Regions from separate parts of the Ovis aries genome. Here region 2 is linked to region 1. Evidence: chromatin contacts called from public Hi-C data. All regions are on one chromosome and are shown on one strand. Each heading gives the region's core, a stretch centred on a gene start, on an enhancer-like site or on the middle of the called end of the contact. The rest is flanking DNA. Distances are from core to core; before and after follow the strand shown.

The links. A called contact is a pair of places that touch in the nucleus more often than the background predicts.
Region 2: a Hi-C map of tail adipose tissue shows a contact between it and region 1, with 3 times the contacts expected there. The contact joins the promoter of RAB11FIP4 here to the promoter of COPRS in region 1. A contact is called at or near these places in 6 of 16 Hi-C or Micro-C datasets (blood, hypothalamus, skin fibroblasts and 1 more).

Annotation. Positions count from the first base shown.
Region 1 is chr11:18,000,029-18,006,244 of ARS-UI_Ramb_v3.0, reverse strand. It overlaps COPRS (coordinator of PRMT5 and differentiation stimulator), which reads right to left and starts at 4,061. Exons shown (of 4, transcript XM_027975269.2): 1 at 3,925-4,061; 2 at 1,299-1,350; 3 at 696-917. The coding sequence starts at 4,023.
Region 2 is chr11:18,348,193-18,354,512 of ARS-UI_Ramb_v3.0, reverse strand. It overlaps RAB11FIP4 (RAB11 family interacting protein 4), which reads left to right and starts at 3,016. Exons shown (of 15, transcript XM_042255436.2): 1 at 3,016-3,198. The coding sequence starts at 3,040.

The DNA of each region.
Region 1 (6,216 bases), core at 2,812-5,311:
GGCAGTTTTAAAAGACAGATTAAAAGGAGGGAGTGTGACAAGACAGACCCAGAAATATCTAGGGGACAGACACTTGCACGTCTTTGCTTAAACATACGCACAGGCAGGCACACACGTATGCACACAGTCTTCCGTTGCTGGACAATCCCAAGCACCTTCACTCTGAGGCCACCCACAGTCCCGCTTCTCTGACACAGGTTTTCAGCAGTGCAGAGAAAGCAACTGAGAGCACTTCTGTCTGCGGCTGCTCCATTCATACAAAGATATTTGGAGAGAGTAACGCTGTTTCAACATTCAAACAGACCCATACTGTTATAAAATAAAATGCAAAACTGGCACTTCCCCCCACCAACCCCCACCTCCAATATGAAAGAGGAGCCGTCACAGAAATTTCAGACCATGAGGCAAAGCTAACAGATGTGGCTCCCTCTTCCAAACTGTTTAGGGGTTAATCTGGTAGGAGGGTCTCAGGAGCCTGGCCTGTGTGACCCCATGGACTATATGTAGCCTGCCAGGATCCTCTGTCCATGGGACTTTCCTGGCAAGAACACTGGAGTGGGTTGCCATCTCCTATTCCAGGGGATCTTCCCAACCCAGGGATCAAACCCTCGTCTCTTGCATTTCCCGCACTGGCAGGCAGATTCTTTCCGACTGCACTAGAGCCTGGCCTAGGACCCCAGAAACCCTGCACCTACCATATGGATTCCCCTGATCTGCTTTCAACTCTAGGTCCCAGTCCTCGTGAAAAAGATCACCAGCCTGTTCCTTGGGTAGACAGCCCGGCATTCCTTCTGACAGCTCCCAGGGACTCGGTTCCCCATCAGAATCCTCGTCATCTTCAGCAAAGCCTTCCTCTTCACAATGGGTGCCCTCACCGTGGGCAGGACTATCGTGAGGGATGCTCTGTGCTCCGTTGGCTAAGAAATTGACAAAAGGAAGACCATCTTAAAACAACCACCTGGTCGTGTTCTGCTAGGAAGATGCTGGGCAAACTTACTAAGACGGCAACAGTAACAAGCGTGTGGAGCCCCTTAGCCACCACAGCACTTATTTAATTACTGTCGTTCTGTTCCCAGTTTTAGAAGTAGGGTTGATAATTTATTTTCAATAAGATGTTCTATCTTAAACAAGGCCATTCATTACCAATCTTTTCATTCACATGAGGAAATCGGGCAGTGTGTATTTTCAGGTGGTTTAAATGACATGCAGGGAAAGGTTTTCTGGCAACGATAAGCTTTCACAGTACAGACTTCCTTGGTCTCTCCCAAGAGCCACCCCCGCCTCTGTCGCCTACTTGCCTAGCCGATCTGTGGCGTTCTCAGGCGCTCTCTCCTGATTGGAGTGGTCAGCCTGCAGGAAGAAGAAACAAGGACCCAGGACTTGGATATCTCGGGAATGGCCAGTATTTCAGCCCCATATCCACCCTTTCAGACCCTCCTTTGCGAGGCTGGGGTGGGACCCTGCAACCCACATTTCTACTGTGCCCTGTTACATTGGGACTTGCTGCTTCCCATTCCTGTGGGCATCACCCCTGCCGGCAGGATCACCTGCCTTCACAGAGTGCCTACTGAATCCAGTGTACAGGCTGCCAGCACATACAGAGCCAGTCTCCTCGCTGGGCCCTATCTTTTTTTTTTTTTTTTCAATATGTATTTGGCTGCACCACCTCTTAAGCTGCAGCACTTGAGATCTTTAATTTTGGCATGTGGGATCTAGTTCCCTGACCAGGGATCAAACCCAGGCTGCCTGCATTGAAGCGTGGAGTCTTAGCCACTGGGCCACCAAGGAAGTCCCTCACCAGGCCCTGTCTTGAGAGGTCTGGTCTCCTCCTCCAAGCTCAGAGACTCCAAACTAGCCAGGACAGCACCCCGTCCTCAGAGGCTGGAATTTCAGCTCCCTGAAATTCTCCTCTGAGCTTGCACATTTTAGTCATTCCAATCTCACCCCTTTGTTCCCTCAGCCCTGGGGCCGGTTGCTGTTTCCCTGCAGTGGATACCTCCATGTTCATTTTTACCTTAACTTTTTATCTAGCTAATAGCTCTTTTATCAGATTTCATCTCCTGACTGACACAGGAGGACTAAAGAGCTTTAGCTGTTCAAGGGAAATCAGCGGTTGACAGGAAATCGTCTTCCTTCATAGCCATCGCTAGGTTTCTCTGCTCCCACCGCGCAAAAGTTCTGAAATCCTGTGACTTCCCTGGCAATCCAGTGGCTAAGACTCCAAGCTTCCAATGCAGGGGGCATGGGTTCAATCCCTGGTCGGGGAACTAAGATCCCATATCTGGGCAGTACGGCCAAAAACAAAAAAAGAGTTCGTTCCTGAAATCCTATCACCTGTGAAGATGTCTTTCTAAGTGAGGCGAGAAATGTTCACAGCCTGCATGAGAAGGCGTGACTTCAATCCCATTCACTCAGAGTATACCTGGGACACATCACTTCAGCCACCATGCCTGGGTTTCTGTCTCTGGAAATTGGGGACAACTGTTCTAACCCAGCAGGAGGTTTATAATGAGATAACACTGATGAAGACACCTAGCACACAGCAGGAATATAACATTTATTGAGCTGAAACCCACCTTCTTTGCCCCTATATTTAAACTGTACTTGGCACCTGCTCGTTAGCTCACAACCTAGTCCTACCTGGATTTAATGAGCTAATTCCATCTCCAGTAGTCGGTGACAATTCCCGGTCACCCCTGCTGACCAATAGTGGGACTTCTCACCTCTTCTATTGCAAGAGCTCCTTAACTGCCTTCCCACTCACCCACGTTTTCTTTTTTTTAATTTGGCTGCACCAGGTATTAGTTACAGCATATGAGAGCCCCCACCAGGGTCCCCTGCATTGGGAACACAGAGTCTTAGCCACTGGACCACCAGGGTCCCACACTCATCCATCTGGCCACAGCCTCACACTGGAAATCACCACTCTGCCCAGAAACCTCAACAGGCCTCCACTGCTAGAGTACAAAATTCGCCATGGCATCCACATTGTCCCTTCAGGCTCCATCAACTTGTGCAGCACAGTTCTCTCTCCAAGCTCCCAACCATCTGCCCTGCACATCCTCATCTCCACGCCTCTGCCACGACCACTATCCTCTCATCTTGGAGAGGAAGTGCAGGAACCTTCCTGCTGTGGCCTGCCAAAATCAGTCTCATCCTACCTGCCCGGTAAAGTAATATTCTTTATAAGCCTACCACTACATTTTTCCTATCTTATTTTGGTTAGGATGTCTCTGATGCTTAGATAAGCATTCCTCTTCCATCCAGTTAATAAATATGCGTGTGTGAAGTGCCAGGCACTACGCTACGCACCGGGTTTTCAGCACTAAATAGAGCGTTCCTACCCTCAAGGAGCTCACCGTCTAAAAGGGATTATTGAACAAGGGCAGGACATGACTGTAATAGCAGTCTTTCAGAAACCGGGAGCTGTCTGGCGCGCAAAAGAAAACAAGTTTCTAGAAACCCTGCGTCAAACGCGGCCTTTTGGTTTCAGTGAAAGGAGAGCGCGCAGGAGCCATCATCCGGTGCTCCGGCTTAGCTGAGCATCCCCACCATGGGACACGGATCCTTCAGGGAAAGTAGCTCTCCTCGCAGCCCTCACCTCGCCCCAGCCCAGGCCCCCGAGCAGCAGCCCCAGCTCTCGGTCAGCAGCATCACCTCCCATTTAGCAAGGACGCAAAGGCGCCCTGGAGCCAACAGCCAGCTCTCCCAGCCCGGCGCGCCCACCCACGTCCTCGAGGTTGCCCCGCCCCACAGTCCCGCGGCCCGGCTGTTTCCAGCTCGGGCGCGCGCCCAAACGGCCGGGCTGCCCGAGGAGGGCCGGGAGCGCTTCCCCGGTTCCATGGCCCACGCCCCGCGAGCCCCCGCAACTTCCCGCCGCCGACCGCAGGTGGTGGACGCGCCCAGGCCCCGCGCCGCGCTCACCCCCGGAATCGGGGGCGCCTCCCGCCCGCTCGGCAGCTGCAGACCCCGCGGCTGCTCCGCGGCCCCCAGCGCCTGGGCCCCGGCGGTCGGAGGGTCCATGCCTGTCTGCCCGCGGCTCGGCGCCCAGGTCGCCGCTCGGCCACGTGACGCGCCGGCCTGGCTGCCGGCCCGAGGATACGCCGTTGAGGGCCAATCAGCCTGGGGTGCTCTCGGCCGGGGGGCGGGGCGCGGGGGGTCAAGAGGGAGCCAGGGGCGGGGCAACGGACGGGGCGGAGTAAGGGGCGGGGAGTGCCCGCCTCCGAAAGCCTAGTCCACCCAACCGTCCTGAATCTTAATTTTTGTAGCCACTGGCGATGCAGGTCCCAGGGCTAGAGGACTAGCTGGGTCTGGAACGCCTGAGTGTTACCCCTACCCAATCACAATTGACATGCTTTCCTTCAAAACCCGTTCAGTTCAGTTCAGTCGCTCAGTCGTGTCCAACTCTTTGCAACCCCATGAAAAGCAGCACGCCAGGCCTCCCTGTCCATCACCAACTCCCAGAGTTCACTCAAACTCAACTCCATCGAGTCGGTGATGCCATCCAGCCATCTCATCCTCTGTTGTCCCCTTCTCCTCCTGCCCCCAATCCCTCCCAGCATCAGAGTCTTTTCCAATGAGTCAACTCTTCCCATGAGGTGGCCAAAGTATTGGAGTTTCAGCTTCAGCATCAGTCCTTCCAAAGAACACCCAGGACTGATCTCCTTTAGGATGGACTGGTTGGATCTCCTTGCAGTCCAAGGGACTCTCAAGAGCCTTCTCCAACACCACAGTTCAAAAGCATCAATTCTTCGGCTCTCAGCCTGCTTCACAGTCCAACTCTCACATCCATACATGACCACTGGAAAACCATAGCCTTGACTAGATGGACTTTTGTTGGCAAAGTAATGTCTCTGCTTTTGAATATGCTATCTAGGTTGGCCATAACTTTCCTTCCAAGGAGTAAGCGTCTTTTAATTTCATGGGTGCAATCACTATCTGCAGTGATTTTGGAGCCCCAAAACATAAAGTCTGACACTGTTTCCCCATCTATTTCCCATGAAGTGATGGGACCAGATGCCATGATCTTCGTTTTCTGAATGTTGAGCTTTAAGCCAACTTTTTCACTCTTCTCTTTCACTTTCATCAGGAGGCTTTTTAGTTCCTCTTCACTTTCTGCCATAAGGGTGGTGTCATCTGCATATCTGAGGTCATTGGTATTTCTCCCCGCAATCTTGATTCCAGCTTGTGCTTCTTCCAGCCCAGTGTTTCTCATGATGTACTCTGCATATAAGTTAAATAAGCAGGGTGACAATATACAGCCTTGACGTACTCCTTTTCCTATTTGGAACCAGTCTGTTGTTCCATGTCCAGTTCTCAACTGTTGCTTCCTGACCTGCACATAGGTTTCTCAAGAGGCAGGTCAGGTGGTCTGGTATTCCCATCTCTTTCAGAATTTTCCAGTTTGTTGGAAGTCAAAACCTGTTAGAATAGTCAATTGACCTGCATCTACCTAATAGTGCATAAGAGTTTAAAAACTTTTTATGCAATTGTAGCTCTAATCCCATTTTACTCTTCTCTATAAACAGGTTTTTCTAGAACTTGGGCTGGAATCAGGCTACAACTCTCCCACAAATGGATGAGACAACTCAGGAGCCCAGTGACTCTCCCCCCTGAGCTAACCAGGTCTTAGCGTTAACCCATTAGAAACCAAGCCAGATTGATCAAAACTCTTAACATTTCATACACCCTTATAGGCCGCAACCAGTGAAGCTTAACAGTTCTATGAAGACCTACAAGACCTTTTAGAACTAACACCCAAAAAAGCTGTCCTTTTCATTATAGGGGACTGGAATGCAAAAGTAGAAAGTCAAGAAACACCTGGAGTAACAGGCAAATTTGGTCTTGGAGTATGGAATGAAGCAGGGCAAAGGTTATTCGAGTTTTGCCAAGAGAACGCACTGGTGATAGCAAACACCCTCTTCCAACGACACAAGGGAAGACTCTACACATGGACATCACCAGATGGTCAACACCAAAATCAGATTGATTATATTCTTTGCAGCCAAAGATGGAGAAACACTATACAGTCAGAAAAAACAAGACCGGGAGCTGACTGTGGCTCAGATCATGAATTCCTTATTGCCAAATTCGGGAAAACCACTAGACCATTCACGTATGACCTAAATCAAATCCCTTATGATTATACAGTAGAAGTGAGAAATAGATTTAAGGGACGAGATCTGATAGAGTGTCTGATGAACTATGGACAAAGGT
Region 2 (6,320 bases), core at 1,767-4,266, 350 kb before region 1:
CCCCATTCATATCAGTTCCCAACCTCTCCGTGCCAACACGTATCATAATCACACGGGCCAAGTACATGCCAGGCACTGTGCCAGCCATATTACATTCATTTTCTCATGTGAGGTCCTCTGTAGGTAGGAACTACTGTCCCCATTTTACAGGTATGCACACTGAGGCTCAGAGAAGTTACCTCGTCTAGACTCAAAGGGCTAAATGAGCAGCAGAACTTGGTGCCTGACACCACTGTTTTGGATTCCTGGCTCTTAATAATCTGTAATAACCTCCCCATGATATTTATACCATATATACTAGTTTCCTGTGGCTGCTATAACTACCACCCAACTTGGAAACATACAGCAACAGAAATTCATTCCCACATAGTTCTGGAGGCCAGAAGCCTAAGATCAAAGCGGCTCTAGGAAAGGTTCACATCCTCACCTCTTCCAGATTCCAATGGCTGCTGGCATTCTTGGCTTGTGGCTGCACCCCCCTCCGATCTCTTCCTCCTGTGGCCACATCGCCTTCTCTTCTGCTTGTGTTAAATCTGTTTTTGCCTCCCTCTTAAGAGGATACTGTGATTGCACTTAGAACCCATCCAGTTAACCCAGGAGACTCTCCACATCTCCAGAGCTTTAACTTCATGACACCTGCAAAGAATCTTTTCCAATAAGGTCATTTACAGGTCCCAGTGATTAGCACATGGGTCTCTTTTGAGAAGCTGTGTTTCTGTTTACCACACCATATGTGCCCATTCTTTCCCTAATTTATTCCTTCTCAGACCTTAATTGTGTGTACTGGACATTGTGCTAGGAGCTGGGGGAGCCGGGAGCTAGAAAATCAAGAGAGAAATGGCGTAGTCCCTGCCTTCATGGGCCTTGTGGTCACTGTGTTAACTCTCCTACCTACTTCCCAGATGTTCTTGTGATAATAACAGGAGTAAGAGACACCAGGACAAGTCACAATACATGATCAGGGAAGGCTTCCTGCAAGAGGTGCCATTTCCATGGAATCTGGAAGTATGAGAGTTGGCCAGAGGAAATGGGATGGGGACAGGGTAGGACTGAGGTGTCCCAGGAAGAGGGAAGCAGAAGGAGCTTAGATGCTCTTGGATATGGGGAGGAGAAATGGGAGTCAGGGAGGGCTCCCCTGAGGAAGGGACTTTTGAATTTTGTGTGAGCTTGTTTTGGGGGAGAAGAACCACAAATCTGGTGTGGGCTTTGAGCCTGGGTCACCTGGGTTTGTTCATGCTCAGGTCTGAGGCCCTACCTCTGCCAGCTGAGATCTTTCAGCTTCCCTGGGATTTGATGCAGGGAGAGCTCTGAGAGTCATTTCTACAGCTTCCAAAACAGGGTAACCCTGCCCTGCCCACCTCCTTTCTGTCCTGAACCTCTTGGGAGGGAGAATCAGAGAAGCCACATGGCAGCCCCTGAACAGGGTATACTCACAGTTGAGCAGGAAGACCACAGAAGGGGAAACTGAGGTCCAGGATGAGAAGCCACACAGCTCATGCCCAGAACCGGGCCTCACTCTAGCCTCCCTGTCTAGGTCCTTACACTGCTCGTGGCTCCTGCCGATGATGGAGTAGGTCCCCATCTCCTCTGGGCAGGGGCTTCCTGCTTGCCTAGAGATGAGGAACAAGAGTGACGAAGATACATCCTGCCCTGGAGAATTTCCCAGCATGCCCATGGGGGAGATGGGCAGCCCACCAGAGAATGACAAAACTAAGTCAGCATCTGGAGGAGGGGATCAGAAATCAGAGTAACAGGCAAAATGGAGTGCTGTCAGGGAAGGCTTCCTAAAGGAGGAAACCTCTGAACTGAGCTGGAAAACTTAAGTGCGGGTGGGTTCAGCCAAGACCTGCATTTGGGCTGGGTACAACTAGTGCCACGAGGGCCAGGCATGCTGAGCAACAAAAAGGAGGAGAAGAGAGCCAGGCCAGGTTCTGCAGAGCCGGGGGGCGAAACTGGGAGTCCCAGGAGCAGGGATTGGGAGCTAAGCAGGACTGGGAGGAGGCTAAGGTACAGGCCTGGAGGCTGCCATCAGCCCCAGGGCCAAGACTTTCCCGGGTTCTCAGCTTGAGGGTCCAGGGTGCAATAAAGGGGTGAGCGTGGGAACTCAAGGGAAGGGAGGAAACTTCCCCAAGATGCTGGGCGGCCCCAGGCCGGCCTTGTGAGCAGCTCTTGCTTTTCCTTCCTCCTGACTGCTCTGTCTCCCCTTACTCGCTTCTGTCCCAGGGTCCCCGCTCCCGCTCTCCCGGCCCTTGCCCAGCCCGGAGCTGGCCCTGAGTTCTGCTGGGAAGGCCCGTGCTGACCTAAGCCTGGAAACTATTCTTTAAGGGGCAGCAGAGAGGAGGGGAAGAGTAGAGGGCCTAGCTCCATCCCGCTGCAGACTGGCTAGGAATCCTGACCTGGCCCCCGACTGGCTGAGCGGCCTAGGGCAAGTAGTTCAACCTCTCTGAGTCTCAGCTTTCTCAGCGGCGAGTGGAACAAGTCCAGCGCGCTAATACAGGAAACCTCTAGGACACACTGAGCGCTCGGCACCGCCGGCGCGTACAAAGGGCGCGGTGAGCGGGGATGGGTTGGCGTCTGGTGGGGGGCTGAGGTGGGGGAGAGGCGGCTGGACCCCAGCGCGGGTGGTCCGGTGGGGGCGCTCGGGCTTCCTCGCGGACTCCTCCAAGCAGGGGCGGAGCCTTGGGGCCGCCCTGGGTTTCCGGGCGCGGGTCGCACACCCACCCTCCCGCTCTCTAGGGGACGGGACGAGCTCTGAGCGGCCCAGGGATCCCGAGCCTGGGGGCGGCGGCGGCGGGGCCGCGCGGGCGGCCGCCCTCGGAGGCGCGCGGCTCCTTTTGTCTGCAGCCTCCCGCTCCCCCGCCCGCCCCGAGCCGCGGGGCTGCGGCGCCGCTGCTGACACGGCTCGGCCGCCGCCGCCACCGGGCGGAGGCTGCGCGTCGCAGCGCCGGGCGGAGGGCGCGCGGCGATGGCGGCGGCGGCGGCGGCGGCGGCGCGGGGCGGGAGGGCGCGTGGCTCGGGCTAGCTGCGGGGCCGGCCCGGATGGCGGGCGGCGCGGGCTGGGCGGGCGCCCCCGCGGCTCTGCTGCGCTCAGTGCGCCGCCTGCGCGAGGTGTTCGAGGTGTGCGGCCGCGACCCCGACGGCTTCCTGCGCGTGGAGCGCGTCGCGGCGCTCGGACTGCGCTTTGGCCAAGGCGAGGAGGTAAGGGCCCCGCGGCGGGGGTGCCCGCGCCCCAGTCCCCCCACCCCCGGCTTCCTAGCCCTTTCACCTGCCCGCTCCCAGTCCCCGGCGGCGGCGGCGGCTGCAGCCCTGAGGCATCCCGCCGGACCTGAGGACTTCGAGCCCCGGGGCTTCCCCGCCCTGTCGGACCCTGGCTTTCCACCTTTCGCGCAGGTGCTGCGAGTGTCACGCATCGCGCCCCGGAGTGGGGAGCAGGGGGGCTTCTCTGCCCACCTTGCTTACCCCGGGCCCTGAGGGTCCCTCTAACCATTCTTCAGCCTACTCGGTATATGGGGCGGGGGGAACCGTCAGATTCTAGCTCTGGGACCCCCTCCCCTGCCTGCCCTGCGGAGACCGAATTGCAGAGGTCCGGTGCAGGAATCCCAGGACGGGGGCCGGGGTTAGGGGCGGGATGGAGTAGGGGGGAAGCACACGCCCCACTGGGCCTGGCCGAGGGTAGGAGAGGACAACTAGGGGCGCTCTACCGCCTCGGCCCCTTGACTGCACCCAGCCGGCCTGGAACCTAGCGGGAGGTGTCTGCCTTCGGCCTTCCTGGATTCTCAGCCTAGCGCCTGGTGACCACCCCTCCTCCCCGCACCCTGCGGGCTCCGAGGGGCAGGCCTGACTGGCAGCTGGCTGTGGCGGCAAGCAAGCCTGCCACAGCCAAGCTGGGGAACAGCAGCTGAGCAGTGTCTGCAACGGGGTGGGGGCCGCGCGGATCTGGGGAAAGCAGGAACAGTGTTAGCAGGGCTGTGATCCGAGGGTGGGTGCTGCCAGTAGGGTGAGCAGAGACCAGTGTCCTCTCATGCCATGGAGGAGAGGTGGGTATGTGTGTGTGGTGGGGGATGTGCAAGGCACCTACCTGGCAGGAGAGCATCCCACACTCCTGCTCCTGCCCACTCTGAAATGGTCAGGGCACGAAACCTTGAGTAGTGACTTTCCAAGGCCACCTGAGGCCTCTGGCTCTGCATTGGCACTCCCTGGCTTTCTGTTCCGGGAACAGCTGGGGCCTAGCATTCCAGAACATGGGAGAACCCGGGCCTGGTTGGGTTGGATCCATGCCTCCCTGTCACCTGGCAAGGGGGAAGGATGATAGATAATCGTCTCTTTGTGGTCGCTGGGCTGGGCTGGGGCCTGGGAGTCCCTGAGAGCGGTAGGTAGAAGAGGATGAGGCAGGTGTCAAGTCTGAGGACTCAGGTACCACGTGTGGGAGAGGCCCATTGCTGCCCGCCCTTTGGAACCCAGGCTCTCCCTCTGCCAGGATCTGCTCAGGGCGCTTTCCTGCAGCCCCTTGATCTTTCTTCCCAAAGGCTGGTCTGACCCCTCCCATCCTCTGAGGCAGGCTGCAGACCCCAGCTGGCCCTGGCTGCAACTGGAGTCCCAGAGCCACGGTCTCAATGGTGGGAAGAGCTTCCCAGCAGGCTCTGGCAGGCAGCCACGTTAGCTCTCGGTGAGCCCCTCACCAGCCCCACCTTCTCCCGGAGCTGAGCAGCTCCTCTTGTTTGCGCTTCTGCCTCTTAACACTCAGGAGCCAAACCTGCTGTCACTTAGTCATTGTGGTTCTTCACAGGGACTCACATGGGTCTCACTTCTACGTGGCAGTCTTTAAATATGTGAAAACAGCACTCCTGTCCCCTTCCCCCTCTCTCCCTCCCATCTGCCCTTCTCCAGGCCAAATACCCTCTATTCTTGAAGCCTCAGGCCATTTCCATAGGACCTGGCAGGGGCCAAACCTCTGGCTTCCAGCCCTGAAGCCCCATCAACTGTGTGACACTTTTCCTAGTAATAACATGGAGGGGCTGGACCAGGGACCCCCGGGACTGTTCCAGCCCCAGCGCATCACACACAGCAGGTGTCTGGGGGCAAGGCTGTCTTTTGAGAGGTGCCCTCAGGTTAAGTTTCTGGCCACTGAAATCCCTTGGGATCTTTCTTAGCCACCCGTGCCAAGCCAAAATGCCCCTTTATCCTGGAGGAGGATCAGTGATTTTCTTTTAAATGTATTTGTTTATTTAGGGTCTTGGTTGTGCTGGGTCTTAGTTGTGGCACGTAGGATCTTTGATTATCCTTGTGGCACGCGAGTTCTTCATTTCCAGCGTGTGGGATCTGGTTCCTTGAGCAGGGATCGATCCTATGCCGCCTGCATCAGGAACATGGAGCCCTGATTTTTCTTTTTAAAGCATAATTTTCTATCATTACAAAATCAGTTTATATGCACTGTGGGAATAGAAATATGGACAAGCAAAAACCAGAGTGCCATGTTCCCATCCCCCAGGTAGCCCCGCTGTGACACCTCGCTCACATCCTTCCAGAGCTGTTTCTATGCTTATATGTAAATTTTCTCCATAAAATGAGGTCATGCTGTGCATACTGTCTTGTAACCTGATTTTTTCCCAGTAAATGATCAGCACTTTTCTGCTCCAATAAATTCTCAGCTTAATTATTATGCATAACTTATTCAGATTTCCCTATTTGGCCCCAAAAGGCTGATCTGTGCTGTTTTGTTCAAACCACTTTCCTCACCAGAACCGTGCACTGCATCCAGTTGTTCTGACCTCTAGGTCTCTCTTTCTTTAATTCAGTTCTTTTTTTTTTTCAACTTGAATAATCCTGACTTGTTGAAGAGATCAGGCCTGTTGTCTGTGTCAGTAATTTCTTGGATCTAAACCTGTAACTTGGACTTTATTCCTGTTGAATTTCATCTTGTTCATTTCATCCTGTTGTAACAGAAAATAGAGAGAATTTATTGAGTAGGCCAAGAAGGTCACTCGGCTTTCTCCGCGCGATGTTGCAGAAGAGCCCGAGTGAACTTTTTGCCTACCCAATACAGTCCTACGTTTGTCACTCAGATGCCGTCCTGCCTGCTCGTTGGAGAAGTGGGAGCTTTACATCTCAGTCTCCCAGGCTGGTTGTAAACCCAGGCAGGACCACGGACAGAGCCTTGTAGGGGTGGTTCTGCTCACATAGTGTTAAGAACTGAGATCCACAGGATTACATTTTTCAGCCCTGCTCACTGCACACCAGATTCACACATGCACACCTGTTTTGCACTAAAAAATAGGAATGTCATTCCCCCCTTCGAAATGCTATGTTTTCTGACAGTTTCT